2 separate regions of the Lactuca sativa genome follow, and region 2 is linked to region 1. A link is a contact called in public Hi-C data. All regions are on one chromosome and are shown on one strand. The core of a region is the stretch at or near the end of the contact, and the rest is flanking DNA. Distances in the headings are between cores, read along the strand shown. Region 1 holds the start of LOC111891480 (CDPK-related kinase 5). Region 2 holds the start of LOC111891482 (phosphoglycerate mutase-like protein 4).

Region 1 (7,880 bases), core at 3,775-6,274:
AGTGGTTTCATCTTTTCGTTTGGTGGTGAAAACTTTGATTTTGCAATCTTTTGAGTTAGTTTCTTTAGAATCAAAATATTTATTCTTGTTATTAGCTTGATTCTTGACGGGCTTCTTTTCAACTTCCTTAGGGTTAGCATTAATTTTCTTAGTTGGAGCTTTCAGCTCCGAAAAAAGCTTTCCCTTTCCTTTGATGTTATTAGGTGCAGACTTCATGGATTCAGAATGACAAGGCTTTGGTCTCTCCATTGATTGCTTTGTGAAGAAGGGTTTTGGAGTCCCTTTTTGCTAAGAGTCCCTTGGACTATGAGAACAACAATGCAAACACTGATTGGAGTTTACTTGCGAAGGAGCTTTCGCTTTGTGATTCATTCTCCTTTCGTAGCGAACATAATCTGAATTTTGGGGTTGCCAAAATTGCTTCCTTTCATTGAGATTTCTTCGATATCTGTCATTCCTTTGTCGTTTTTGATCAACAAGTTGCTTTGATGACTTATGGATGTTCACCTTAGGATTCGCTTTTCTCTCTCCGGGTTCACTCTTCAAGGGGTTAGATTCGCTGTGAACTTCCTTGGTACCACTAGGGCTACTTTTTGCAAATGCTGAGTGATTATTTAAGGGTTCAGCCATGTATCTTCCTTTGACTTTCCAGGAAGTTCTTTAAGATAAACCAACGGTTTCGTCAGCATTATCTATGGAAACTGTCCAGAAGAGTTCATCACATTCGTCTTTGTTGTCATTGTCGACAATGGTCTTTAGCTCGACGGTTTGATTTTCGGTTACCCCATTAACTTTAAAAACTTGATTGGGCGTTGTTTGAACTTTTGGAAAAACAGTTGCTTTTTCTTTCAAATTTTTAGGTTTGTTTTGAACAACTCTTGTGAAATCAACATAATTTTTAGAAATAAGAGCTTTCGCAAGTTGAGATTCAATTTTAACAAACTTTGAGCAGTCAACCTCATCCTCTACAGAAATGTCACTCATATCACTATCCTCATCGAATTCAGAAGTGCTTTCAACATTTATTTTATTTTTTGAACTCAAATTGGCGTTCAATGAATCAAATTTTTTGCATAGTATCATATTTGATCTGCTTTTTATCATTTTCATCCAAAAATTGTTTCAAAATGTTTTTGTGGTCCTTGGACTTAATGTAATTTTCAATATGTTCAAGTCCGACTTTGTATGCATCAGATGTTTCTTCAGACGAAACAATAGATTCGTAATTATAGCAGTTTGTGTCTATTTCATCTTCCTTTAATTTGAGAAATGGCAAAATCATTTTATGGATGTTCTTACCGATTTCACAATCAAGGTGCAGTTGAGTGATATTAAAGTAAAGCCTTTTTGCAATCAAACAAAAAATGTTTCGCTATTTTAAAAGCATTAAATTATCTCTCTACAAATAAATAGATTCATCCCAAGACTTAGACAAATCCAACTCAACCTTCTGGATCCACATACGTCTCTCCTTACTCTTGGATGTTGCCCTGCTCAATTGATCGGTTAGGTTTGATTTTGATAACCGGGTTCGCTTTAAACTATCGCTTATACTTGAAAAAGTGAATTTTAGATCGTTAAGTTCTGTTTCGTATCTAGATACAAGAATATTAAGTGATTCAAGGATGGAATTTACCTTATTGATCAGCTGTTCGCATTCGTTGATTTGTTCTGGAATAGGCCTTGCCACGAAACAGATATCTTCGCTCCTTGCACTCCTACTTGCATTCTCCTGCATCTGCGATCCACCATTAGTCACCATCAAGCATCTTCCCGAGTACTGCAAATTCTGTTCTTTCACAACAAACACCCTTCCATGTGTGGGCTTGCGTACTTCTTCATCCTCTGAGTTTGTTGACCAGACTTCCAATCCTCTGAACTCACCTTGAGCCAAGTTTTCCTGTACAACAAAAGTAGGCATAGAATTATCATTAGATTTCTTCTTCTTAATCTCTTCTAGCTTTCGCATTTGATAGGCCTCCTAATCCTCTCCTTCATTCTTCTCATTCTTCCTTCGCAACATGCACTCCTTTGCAAGATGGTTTTTACCATGACAATAATTGCAATCATATCCGGAGTCACCAACAACCTTTTTCTCCTTCTTCTCTTCCTCTTTCTGAGAAGCACTTTTTTTCTCCTCTTTCACTTTCTCCGAGCTGTAGCTTACTTGCCAGTTCCTATTTTCGCTTGAGGGAAACTTCTTCCTAGGAAATCGCTTAGGGTTAGACACCATTAAAGCAAAATCCTCATTTGAGAGCTCATACTCAGAATGATCTGAATCAGATCCGTCATCAGCAACAGTTTTGCCTTTCGCAACTAAGGCTAAAGACCCCATCTTAGACACCACCTTTGCTTCTTTCATTACTTCACTCTCTCACGCCTTCAGATTCCCACAAGCTTCGCAAGAGTATAGTTCTTGAATTGTTCGTGAGCTTTAATCGTTGACACCACTGCTTTCCACTCTGATCGTAGTCCGTTCATGAACGTGACCTTTTGCTCAATCAGTTCACGTCCAATTCCATGCTTCATCATCTTGCTAAGAATATAATTATATCGATTGAAAGTGGCACTCAGAGTTTCTTCAGGCTTTTGAACGAACTCGCCAAACTCGGATAATAACAGCGTTTGAGTTGAGTATTCTAGATCTGCGTCTGTGGAATAGAGCTCTCTCAACCTATCCCATATAGCCTTCGCTGTGTCACATGAACTAACAAGACGAAAGGTATCTGCTTGCAAAGCGAATCTGATGAGCCTCATTCCTTTAATGTTGCTCATGAGTTTGTCTTTTTCATCTTGAGGCACATCCTTCACACCAAGAAGCAGTTGGTTGTATTCTTTCTGGGTATTGATTTTTCTTTTGGTCTTTGTGTGAACAAACAGACCTAGAGTGTTTGCTTTCCAGATCATATAACCATTATCCTCTGAACCTAAAACATAATCTTCAACGTGCAGCGCCCAGACTTCATATTCGTGAGGAAAAAGAATCGGGATTCTGGTTGTTAATCCGATGCTGCTTGAGATATTCAAGGATTTGATGTTTGAATCGTCGTTCTGCATGGTGAGTCCTTAAGGGGTTAAGTGTTTCTAATTAGCCCTGATCGTCATTTTATGTGAAAACCCTAATTGTGTTGGGTTTTGAGTTGGGCCATTCTGTTGGGCCTAGATGTTTGGACCCATGATGGGCCATCTAATAACAAGAATATGGAGTATAGAATTTGGATGGGCTTTAGAGTAAGGCCCATGTGAAGGGTTTGGGCCCAATTTGGAAAACTGGGCCATATATTAGGCTTTGGTTCATTGTTTGACTTTTGGGCATTTGGAATTTTGAGTTTGGGCCTTGGGCTTGGGTCAAGCTAGGTTGGGGGTAAAGTAGACTTTTAGCCAAGCATGGACTTATGTTATGTATTGGAACCCAATTATTAATTGGGTGCTGTTTTGATGTTGACAGTTCGGGAATCTGTCATCCAGCAGCTAGAGTTTTATCTGGGGGACTTCAGCAGTGTGAGGTGAGTTACCTTCCAGTAGAAGTGGGTCGAAGGCATCAATGTCGGCCCACTAGTAGCTGATCATAGTAAAGATGATTGTCTTTATGATAATTGTCTGGTATGCCACTATCTATTATGCATTGTGTGCTAGTATGTTATGATATTATGTGATAGTGGTAGGAGGGGTGGGATAGACCCCGTTATCGGTCGAAAGGACCGAAGGGGTAGACCAGCACCCAGATATGGTAGGCAGTATGTGACTCATGTGTTTATGTACTCGGATGATATGTGGTAGTAATAGGGGGTGAAATAGTCCCCATTACCGGTTGAAAAAGACCGTAGGGGTAGACCGACACCCATATATGCTATGCAGTTACCGGTTGAAAGAGACCGAAAGGGTAGGTCAACACCCTGATATGCTAGGCGGTTACCGGTTGAAAGAGACCGAAGGGGTAGGCCAGCATCCGAATATGGTAAGTAGTATGTTATTGTATGATATGTTATATGATGGGGGAACTCCCTAAGCTTCGTGCTTACGGTTTTTAGTTTTGGTTTCAGGTACTTCTTCTTCCAAAGGAAAGAGCCGACATGATCACAACGTATTACACTATGTTTTCCGCACATGAGATCTTTGAGATTATACTCTCATGATGTTCATTATGACATGTTTTGATTATTGACATATTGGTTTTGATATGGGATGACACTATAGATGTTTTTATACTATCGGTTTTTATATTAACTTAATTAAAATGAAATTTTTAGCCTTGAATTTTAGGATGTTACAAATCTTTGATTATCAATTTTAACCATTTGAATATTTGACTATGACGAATAAATTCAATCCAATTGAACCTTCAATTATCGATTTTATCCATTTGAATATTTAATACGTCGGTGTTAGCTTAATTGGATTCATCCAATTCTCATCTGAATTTAGATTCAGTTATAAACAATCAAAATACATTTGATAACTTATTATATAAACATCCACTTCAAAATACAGACATCAACATATCAAAATTCAATCAAGAAAATAAAGCTATTTAAACATATTTTTTAAACTTTTTATTGTAGTTTTATTTTAATTTTTTATTACTTTTTGCACAATATACGTATTAATAATATCATATTAATTGAATAATAAATTTTTGATAATTGAATGGATTAAATTGGTTAGTAATTGAATGAGTTTACTGTTCAGTTTTTAATTGCCATCATTATCTCTCAACAATAGACTGGTCCAATTTAAATAATGAAAATTTAAGCCCAATTGTTATTGGATGTCAAATGTTTGTTAATGATTTTTTTATTCAATTAACCGAAAGTTATTTTTTTAAATTGAAACCATATTCTTTAAAGTTAAAATAAAACTAACATAACATATATTTCTACATATAAGTTATTTTATTTATAAATTATAATAATCAATTAATTTTTTAAAATACACAATGAAATGAATGCTTCAAAAAAAGAGTACCGTTTTATGTACTTTGATTAATTTACTTAAAGAAACAAATAAATAAATCACAAACTTCAACAAAAGCAGAAAACACACACTCTCTCTTTCTCGCTTTCTCTCCTTTCCTTTTTATCACCATTTACAGATCTCCATCATCTCTCTCTCTCTCTCTCTCTCTCTCTCTCTCTCTCTCTCCAACAGCTAAGACAAAATTGCAGTAAACCCTAGACCAAATTCAAATATCTTATCGAATCTAATCACTTTCAAATTCTTGTATCATACAATGCTTCAACAAAGCTAGGCTTTTTTCTTCTTTTTCTCAGTGAAAATTTGTTAATTTCCTATTTGGGGGTGGAGATTTGCAGAACCCCCAAATGGGTAGTTGCAGCTCTAAACCCTCGACAGGATCCAAATTTTCCGGTCATTATGATATCGATATTCCGGTTAAAGATAATAATGAGAAAGAGGTAGAAGAAACAACGACGACGACGACGTCTAAGAAGACCACAAAGGACGAAATTGAGGTAGGGAAGAAGTCTCCATTTTTTCCGTTTTACAGTCCGAGTCCAGCTCACAATTGGTTCTCGAAAAAATCATCTCCGGCGAAATCTCCGGCGCCTAATGCGAGTTCTAATTCTACTCCGAGGAGATTCTTCCGGCGACCGTTTCCTCCCCCGTCTCCGGCGAAGCACATTAAGTCGGTGTTGGCGAGACGGCATGGCTCGGTGAAGCCGAACGAGGCGGCGATACCGGAGGGAAATGAATCGGAAGGGGTTTCGGGATTAGATAAAAGCTTTGGGTTTTCGAAGCATTTTGGGAGCAAATACGAACTTGGTGAAGAAGTCGGAAGAGGGCATTTTGGATACACTTGTAAAGCTAAGTTCAAGAAAGGGGAACTTAAGGGTCAAGAAGTTGCAGTCAAAGTTATCCCGAAGTCAAAGGTTCGTTGATTCAATTTCCTTTTGATTGATTTGCTCATCACTAATTACGTCGGATCAAGCTTCTTCTTTTGATCCGTATGCTACAGTGATCAGATCTGAAGTTGATTTGATTTGATTGGATCATATGAGCATTCAATTATTACTTTTCTAATCCCAATTGTTGACTTTCAGAGTTCTCGATCAACTTCTTTTTAGGGTGAATAGACCCAATCTAACTATAATCGAAACATGTCAATTCTACAGATGACAACAGCCATAGCCATTGAAGATGTGAGAAGAGAGGTAAAGATATTGCGAGCTTTAACAGGACATAACAACTTAGTGCAATTTTACGATGCATATGAAGATCATGAAAAAGTCTATGTTGTGATGGAGTAAGAATCCGATCATACATTCAAATCTTCATTCTATGTTTCTTAACTATTCCGCAACTTAAATTTATTATTATTTTTTTTGTAGGTTATGTGAAGGAGGGGAACTCTTGGATAGAATACTTTCAAGGTAACATTTTTTATTGCTTTCAAGCGTCAAACACATATAAACTATTGGGTTTTAATTTTAAATTTATTAAACGAATTTATTTTTTCAGAGGTGGAAAATACACAGAAGATGATGCGAAATCAGTATTGATACAAATATTAAATGTTGTTGCGTTTTGTCATCTTCAAGGTGTTGTACACCGAGACTTAAAACCAGAGGTGACACTTTTACTTAATATGGATAAAGTTTGAATCTTTTTTATCACTCAAGTCAAAAGTCAACACCATTATTATCCATTGGTGCTAAAATTTTGTTCTATGCTTCTTGTTTTCTAATATGAACTATAGAGTTTTATCACATCATATAGTTTATTGACTCATTCTCTATTCCCAAAAGAAAAAAAAAAATACATTGTTTGACTTCCCACATAAGTTTACAAGAATTGTTTGACTATAATATATATCATTTTCTTTCTACAATTCCCATTTAACAATTTTCAATCTTTGCATCAGAATTTCTTGTTTACATCAAAGGATGAAAACTCGCCTCTTAAAGCCATAGATTTTGGTTTATCAGACTTTGTGAAGCCCGGTATTTTCTCTCTCTACATATACATACATGTTTGTGTATGTATATATTGTCTCTATTGTCTATTGACTCTATTCCTTCTTGTTATCGTTTTCTCTTTTTGATTTTTATGTGTTGATGTTTTGTTTTTTAGATGAAAGGCTTAATGATATTGTTGGGAGTGCGTATTATGTTGCTCCTGAAGTTCTACATAGATCATATAGTACTGAAGCAGATGTATGGAGTATTGGTGTTATAGCTTATATTCTTTTGTGTGGAAGTCGCCCTTTTTGGGCTCGATCTGAATCAGGAATCTTTAGAGCTGTTTTAAAAGCGGACCCCAGTTTTGATGAAGCTCCTTGGCCTACTTTGTCATCTGAGGCCAAAGATTTTGTCAAAAGATTGTTGAATAAGGATCCTAGAAAAAGAATGACAGCTGCCCAAGGCCTCAGTAAGTGTCCCCCACAATTTACCTTTTTGCCCCTATGGATGACTTTTACTTAAAGATATGACATGACATGATACAACACGTTGTACTATGTTTGACCTTCATTTGACTGGTAGTGGCCTAGTGGGAATGAGAATGATGTCGATGCGACAAAATTTGCGATTTTTTGTCCCACTCAAAAAGGTGGGACAGGGACTCATATGACTTGTCATGACTGAATAGGTTCCACAGTGTAACCTATTCTGTCATGACGGAACAACAGAATAGGTTCCACAGTGTAACCTATTCTGTCATGATCATGATAGAATATCAGAATAGGTTACACTGTGTAACCTACTCTGTCATGACAGAATGGGTTACCCAATGTAACCCATTCTGTCATGACATGTCATATGAGTCTGTGTCCCACCTTTTTGAGTGTGACAAAAAGTTGTACTTTTTCCCACTTACATCAGTCTGAGTCTCAGTTTAATGCATGTCAAACACAGTGTAACTTA
Region 2 (7,880 bases), core at 3,714-6,213, 580 kb before region 1:
GATGTTGAAAACTCACCAACTCATAGAGAAAGAAAAGGAAAGAAAGTGACATCGACATCGTCAATACATAATGAAATATTTGATCTCATCATTGAGATTGCTGACATAAACATTGGAACAAGTACAAAGGTGGAACAGAGAGAACGATATGAGGAAGAAAAATTACGCATTTTACATGCTAATGAAGAATAACAAGCATAATTGTTGGAGCGCATGATAGAGAGCCAAGAAATGGAGTATTTTCTCCACCACATGATAATTTGACTGGAGGTATTAAGTGCATGATGCTTGAAAAGAAACAAAAAATTACAACTAAATATGTTTCGGAGTTATAGAACCCGTGAAATTCATAATTTCTATTTATCTTTTAGAGGATCTTTATCTTTCTCTTTTATCTTTTTTTTTTCTTTTTCAAAAGATTCTCTACATGTGTGTGTGTGTGTGTATATATATATATATATATATATATATATATATATATATATATCCTTCATAATTACAATATTTTCTCTCTATACAAACCTCTGAAATACATTGTCTCTCTATCTTTTATCTTTATACAAAAATGAATCCAAACGTTCGAAAAATAATAATGGAAGATAATCATTATAATTCATCATCACATGATGAACTGATCAACGATAATTTGTTACATGCATTATCTCATACTATACAACAAATGTTTCAGAATAATTCTAGTTCAAGAAACATTTAAAGGAGACACACAATCCAAAGAGATTGTTTAGAGGCTGAAAAACTACTAATCGCACATTACTTTGCAGATGATTCAACCCATGTTAACGAACAATTCCACAAAAGGTTCCATATGAGAAAATGTTTGTTTATGCGACTTGTGGGTAACCTGGAGATGAATTATCCCTATTCTAAAAAAAAGGATGCAACAAATCAAAGAAGTTTCGGTGAGCTACAAAAATGTATATGAACAATAAGTTAGTTAGCGAAGGGTTATAACCCAAACTCGTTAGATGGCAATCTAAATTTTTCAGAAAGCACTTCTCGTGAAACTCTTCAAAACTTTTTCTATGGTGTTGCGCAAATGTATAAGCCTGAATATTTACACCGTCCAACATCCACTAACATTCAACTTTTGTATGAAGCACATGCAACTATACATGGATTCCTTGGAATGCTTCGTACCATTGACTATACACATTGGATTTGGAGGGCTTGTCCAATGGAATTGAGAGTCCAATACATGAGGGGTGACTATCCGTATCAAACAATGACACTAGAAGAGGTAACGTCACAAGATTTATGGTTATGACATGTATCTTATGGTGTAGGCGGTTTGAATAATGATTTGAATGTCCTCTACCAATCACCACTGTTTGATGATAAATATCATGGAACAAGACCCGATTGTTCATTTTATCTGAATGGTGAACACTACAAGCATGGTGACTATCTTAAGGATGAAATATATTCATCATGGGCTATATTTGTAAAGACATATCCACATAGAATAACCGACAAAAAGAAACGGTTCAAGGTGGCACAAGAATCAATAAAAAAGGATGTAAAATATGCTTGTGGAGTCCTTAAAGGACATTGGGACATATTAAAAATGCCAGCATAAACTATGTCGGCGCTGAGAAAAAACAATATAATATACATTTGTATTATACTACAAAATATGATACTGAAAGATGAGGGTGCTGCAATATCTCTTGTGCATCAGCCCGAACCCCCCCCCCCCCCCCCCCCCCCCCCAAACGACGAAGTCGATGAATATTGCATGAATTGCGTGATGCTGAAATCTACCACTAGCTTTGATCCGATCTTACCGATCACATTAAACATGCTTAAATTCCAACTTTGCATAACCAATTAATTTTAATTATCGTTTTAGGATCTTAATTATGTTGTCTTTTTTTAAGTGTGTGTTTTTAGTTATCGTGTATTTTTTATTTGTAATGTGAGTTTTTTTAATCAAACGTTATTTGTAATATTATTTTAGAATTTATTTGTTTTAAATTAACAAAAGTTTATTTTAAAAATAATCTTATGTTTTATTTTATTTTATATTTTCTAATTTAATTAAATAAAATTAGAGATGTGGCAAGTGAGTTGAGTAGGTTGGAAAATATAGGATTTCTATGTGAGTTGAATAGGTTGGAAAAAATAGGATTGTTTTAGGTTGAGAAAGATGAAAGAGAGAGAAGAAAGAAAAGTTGATGTTACAGTGAGTTGGGAGGGAACGATTTCCTCCACCCTAATAAGAAAAACAAATGGATAATATATTACTATTCTTGCATTTAACCCAATGAGAATTAGATAAATATTTAAAAGGTCCTGTTAGTTTCTTATTAAGTGCTATCCAGATAAATAACGCTCAAATAAATATTTAAGAAAACGATTATGCACCTAGAGAAATAGAAAAAATAAAAATTAAATAATAAACTAGGTCATTTTGTAAAATGTCCCAAATTATTTGGAAAAACCTCATTAAGATGTTCTTTATTAAACCGCAATATTCGCATAAGTCATGTCAATATTGAGTAAATTATATCAAAAAGAAAGCGTCATTACATTGCTAAAGTAAGGTCTTTCAAGCTTGAATGGTCGTATAATTGTGTATTTTTGAATTTTGGTAGGAAGACAACTTGATAGGAGACACTTCATCAATCGATATTGCGACAGATGAGAACATGAAGGCACTTGCAGATGTAGGAATAAAACTGTTGAATGAGAAGGTGTCAAGAGTAGATTTAGAAACCGGAATTTTTCAAGAAGTCGAAACAGAAGGGACAAATTCTGAAGCGTTGACACGGTTTGCCAGATTGCTTTGTGAGGAGCGAAAGCATCGCCAAAGTAAATAATTTGTACTATTTTGCTATCATAGTGTTGAACATAAGGTGGTTGTTTAATTATTTTGAACTCAAAGTAGTAGGATTAGTGATGAGTTTACGGGACTAGTCCTGAGGATTTAAAAATCCTCAAATTCGCTGGACGAGTCAGAAAAAATGGTCCTTATCGTTATTATAAGTTTTTATATACATATATAATATAATAAAAAATTGGGCCACAAGAAAAGTATTAGGCCCTATGCAACTGTCTACTTTGCCCTTCTCTGAAAGCCTCCGTGTGAGTTTGTATAATTAAAAATTCCTTTATTTTTTATTTTATTTATTTATTTTTTAATACAATCATGTAAATTTTTTGCATTCGATGGATTTGAGTAGGCCTAACAATGGAGTGGATTTTGACCCTGATTTAATCCAAACCCTTAAGAATTATATGGGTTTGAAACATAGTTTTTGATCCATTTACCCGCTAACGATCCGTACCAGCTAACCCTTTTGTTAAAAGGGTCGGATGTGGATCATCACCGATCCGCTCCGTTTATAACCCGTCCCATATAAATTTTAGAATTATACATTTATATTTTATATCGCCTAAAGTTTACTTTTAATCTCAATCAAAAGTCTGAAGGGAAAAGGCTAAAGACCAAACTATTTTTACATAGGACTTGAGGACTCGACTTCTAGACTTCTAGTTTTCTACCAATAATCATGATGTAATATCATCTATATTTCATAAAGCAACCACCAATTTTATTTATAATTCAATAAAGTTATTTATCAACCAGGATAAAGTTTGTAGTTGCTATTCTCTATCAATGCGATCGACGGTCAAAAACTAATTAGAAGTTACTACAATAATGATTTCAATTCCAATTGAAAGTCGTTAAGTACGTAATGCGTTTTCTAAATCAACATACGTTTTATTTAATAAATGTTATTTTAAGAATTAAGTAAAATGCGTTTGATTATTCAAAAAAACCTACAGGTTACGGGTCAGGTTTGGATATTTGTTGATTCGGTGGATAAGGGTTTCTATTTGATTATTCAAAACCATACAGGTTACAAAACGTGTTTGTGTCACACCCTAGGACCAGACGACGGAAACGTCCGGAGGCGGGTGACCTCATTGTGCAGTATCATAACAATTGAATATAAATGAAATAGAGTAATCCAAACATCAGATAACAAACTTACATTGTTTATACATTGTATTTGTCCATCAAATTTCACAAAAGAGACATAAGCAGAAAAATTCCAAACTACAGCTAAATAGTCCTGCATCCGTGTCCCATTTCACCTGCTTACTAGATCCCTGAGAATACAAGTCGTTTTAAAAAGCGTCAACTAAAAAGTTGGTGAGTTCATAAGCATTTTTATATAAAATAGTTTCACACTTGTTTAAAATCGTTCTCATTGCATTTTCAGAAAATCCGATATTTTCTATGAAATCGTTTGAAGCCTTGCATGGAAAATCATGGTATTTATATGCATGTCGTTATTTTGGTTCATCCTTATAAGGAGTAAGAAAGTTGACTTAATAATTTTACTGCTATAAAATATTGAATTTGCCCCAAACTTCTAAAAATAACAAAGAATCGTTTGAGTGTAATTTATATTGTTAAAAAGGTATACTACCCCTCCTATATAACATATACAACTATATTTTTTTATTTTTCTTATAATATTTCATTCTATTTTAATATTGATGATTACATATTTTTTATATTAAAGGGTGCATGGTATGGGATGAATGGTGGCAGATAGTGGGGGCGGTATCTCCGGTACCATCAGTGGTATTCTATGAATGTGAGAGACGCACCGGTAAGAGTTTGACCGGATGATGAACAATCTTGATCCACTCATTCTCTCTCTATGTGAGATCTCAATTTGTACCATATGTTTCAATACATGAGTGGATTGAAAAAGATGATTCTGTATGTTGAAGATTAAAGATGAAAGTTGATAGGAAAGAAAAAAACTGAATAATGAATTTAAACAAAATGTGAAGTAACAAGCGGCCATAACCATAATGAACAAAAGTTTTGAAAGGGGTTGTAATGAATTTATAACAAACACCAGGGTGTCATCTGTAATATCAATTGAGTAGCTTGTAACTTGTAAACTGTTTAAAGTTTAAACAGACCTAATTCCGATGAAAGGGGAATGAGTACACTGTGCACTTGGTGTCATTTAGAATCATCAGCCATTTCTCTGCCACCATTGATCTCTCGTCACAGTATTGTAAAGCTTTCAAACCTTCACGGATCCAACAACCGGAATCGGATCCTGTGGTGGCCAAGAACACAGTTCGTAAGCTTCTCCGTCTCGCTTCAACCAATCCCTCTTCTTCTCACGGCTGTCTTTACTTTAATGGCAGATACTCATTCCAGGTGAGTATAACAGTTAAGCAAATATCATCTACATATGATCGATACAGGTTATCATGTATGTATTGATGTGTGGATTGGTGTACACACATTTCGATAATTTCTAGGGCATTATGATCTTTTAACTTATCAACTCTTCGTACTCTCCTTTCTTATCGCAGTGGTGATGCTGAACTCAGTTCTGTTGATCGGAATTTTACTGAGATCGTAGTTGTGCGTCATGGTGAAACGGAGTGGAATGCCGAGAAAAGAATCCAGGTTTTATCGAACTTCTAACTTGGATGTAATTGTTTAATAGTTAGTGATCAATTAGTAACTTTCCCCTTTTAATTGATACATAGTTGTTTATGACCAATATGCCTCTAGTAATCTGATCTCCTTGCAAATACCTAATCTGTTAATCCATCACAAAATGTAGTGTGATGAGGTCCTAATTTTTGTTCCCCTGTGCTAAGTATCTTTCATACATGTATACATACTTATGTGTAAATACATAAACCACATCTTCATTTGATTATTGAGCAAATTGAGCAAATCCATCATCTTTTAAGGAAGTCATTTGTTAATTAAGCTTTGGAAAGAATAGAACAGATGAACCTTTTCCTATAGTCTTTCATGGCTCTTCTAAGAATTTTCATTCTTTACGTTGACCAGGGACACTTAGATATTGACCTAAATGATGTTGGGAGACAACAAGCAGTTGCAGTAAGTTACATCTTATAATGTGAACATGCATCATTCTATTACTATTTATTTACATAATGCTTTTTAGTTTTTACTCAAACTTTTTTTGTTAAATTAAAAATCTTATTATCTTAAAGGTGGCTGAAAGATTAAGCGGAGAATCCAAAATCTCTGCCATTTATTCTTCAGACCTGAAAAGAGCTCTTGAAACTGCTGAAACAATAGCAAACAGATGTGGTGGGCTTCAGGTATGATTCCAAATTTCTAATTCCCACTTATAAATTCTTCACATACTTTTTAAAATCATTCAAAAACCATTTTTCACAACTAAACTATTTTATTTTAGGTTATTCAAGATGAAACCCTTAGAGAGAGACATTTAGGTGATCTTCAAGGTCTTGTATATAGTGAAGCACCAAAAATTAAAACCAAAGCATATGAAGCTCTTCAATCTCGACACACTAACGTTGAAATTCCTGTAAGTACACACTTCATTTGTGAAAATAAAAATAAAAATAAAACACATTAATGTAAATATATTGCTATTATGGGTAAAGAAATGTAAAAAAAAATAAATTACATTGTCTATATTGGTAAAAAGAGTAAAGTATGTTTCTATTTTTAGCAATTTTCCCTTTTAATCTATTATTTGTACAGGGTGGTGGTGAAAGTCTAGATCAACTCTATAAACGTTGCACATCTTCATTACAAACAATTGCTAGTAAACACCGAGGTAATAAACTATAAAACGAGAAACCACAGGGACCATTTTTGCACTTTTGTGTATATATTAATTACCAAATATGGTTTGTGCGTGGAAGTTACTATTCATTTTGATTTTTTACTTTTTCCAGAACAAAAATGACTAAATCCAAATCACATTACAACTTTTACATTTAGGGTATGTTTGGCGTACTAGCTGAAAAGCTGGCTGGTAGCTGAAAAGTTAGCTTTTAAATAAAAAGTTAACTGATAGCTGAAAAGCTATCTGATAAAAAATGATGTTTGGTAAAACTAGCTGAAATATATAAAATTACATAAAAGGACACGTGAGAGTATGTGTTTCTATAATTAATTAAGGGGTGTATTTGGAAATTTTTAAAAAAGCTCCTAAAAAGCTAGTCTAAGTAGTTTTTCAAAAAGCTAGCTTATAAGCTACTTTTTGGCTTACCAAACACGACAACATAAAAAACTCGAAAAATAAGCTAGCTTATCTGCTAGCTGTGGCGCGCCAAACACAGCCTTACAACGTATAATATAAGACACAATATAAACATCTCTCTGGAAATTTTGAACAGTTTTCAAAGTTAAATTGTTGGTATTTTATAAGTTGCGATTTTGTTCCCTACTATATTTTAAAGTTACGCTTTTTGTCCCTTACATAATTTCTTTTTATAGATTTCGTTTTTATTAATTGCAAAGGAGTTCTCTACCACAATGTACGGGGTGAATTAAACACTAGTTTATATCAAATTACAAATTTGGTGCGTGTGCTTTGCTCAAATTTCCAAGTTAAGTCCAAAATTTTGAAATCTTTGCAATAATCGTCCTTAAGTTTGCATTTGGTTGCGGATATAGTCCCTCCAACAACCAAATACAAGTCTTCAAAGAAATAAAGTCCATGGGCTAAATACACTATTTAATGTAAGCTTAAGGAAGATCTCAAAAAATGGACCAAACTTGTGATTTTGTGTAAAGTACAAGGACCAAACTTGTAACTTATATATAATATATTTTATTTTGACAGGAGAGAGGGTGGTGGTGGTGACACATGGCGGTGTGATCCGGGCACTTCACCAGCGGGCTTATACAGGAAGCGGGCAGCGGGCAGGAAGGATACTGAATGTTTCGGTCAATGTTCTTCACTTATCAGATCCTGACCGATGGGTGATCAAGTCATGGGGGGATGTGAGTCATCTTAATGGGGCTGGGTATTTGGATTCGGGTTTTGGTGGTGATAGAACTTCGGGGTAGTTTTGTCATT

The links. Hi-C and Micro-C count contacts between places; a contact is called where the count stands out from the background.
Region 2: a contact with region 1 is called in a Hi-C map of leaf, with 5 times the contacts expected there. The contact joins the promoter of LOC111891482 here to the promoter of LOC111891480 in region 1. A contact is called at or near these places in 2 of 4 Hi-C or Micro-C datasets (both in leaf).

The regions. Positions count from the first base shown.
Region 1 is chr4:369,645,396-369,653,275 of Lsat_Salinas_v11, reverse strand. LOC111891480 (CDPK-related kinase 5) reads left to right here and starts at 5,024. Exons shown (of 11, transcript XM_023887540.3): 1 at 5,024-5,888; 2 at 6,132-6,262; 3 at 6,348-6,389; 4 at 6,478-6,586; 5 at 6,881-6,959; 6 at 7,090-7,386. The coding sequence starts at 5,322.
Region 2 is chr4:370,228,431-370,236,310 of Lsat_Salinas_v11, reverse strand. It overlaps LOC111891482 (phosphoglycerate mutase-like protein 4), which reads left to right and starts at 4,963. Exons shown (of 7, transcript XM_023887542.3): 1 at 4,963-5,215; 2 at 5,374-5,470; 3 at 5,867-5,917; 4 at 6,034-6,144; 5 at 6,243-6,374; 6 at 6,554-6,629; 7 at 7,644-7,880. The coding sequence starts at 4,989. The coding sequence ends at 7,870. LOC111891490 (patatin-like protein 2) reads left to right here. Exons shown (of 6, transcript XM_023887550.2): 6 at 2,616-3,072. The coding sequence ends at 2,840.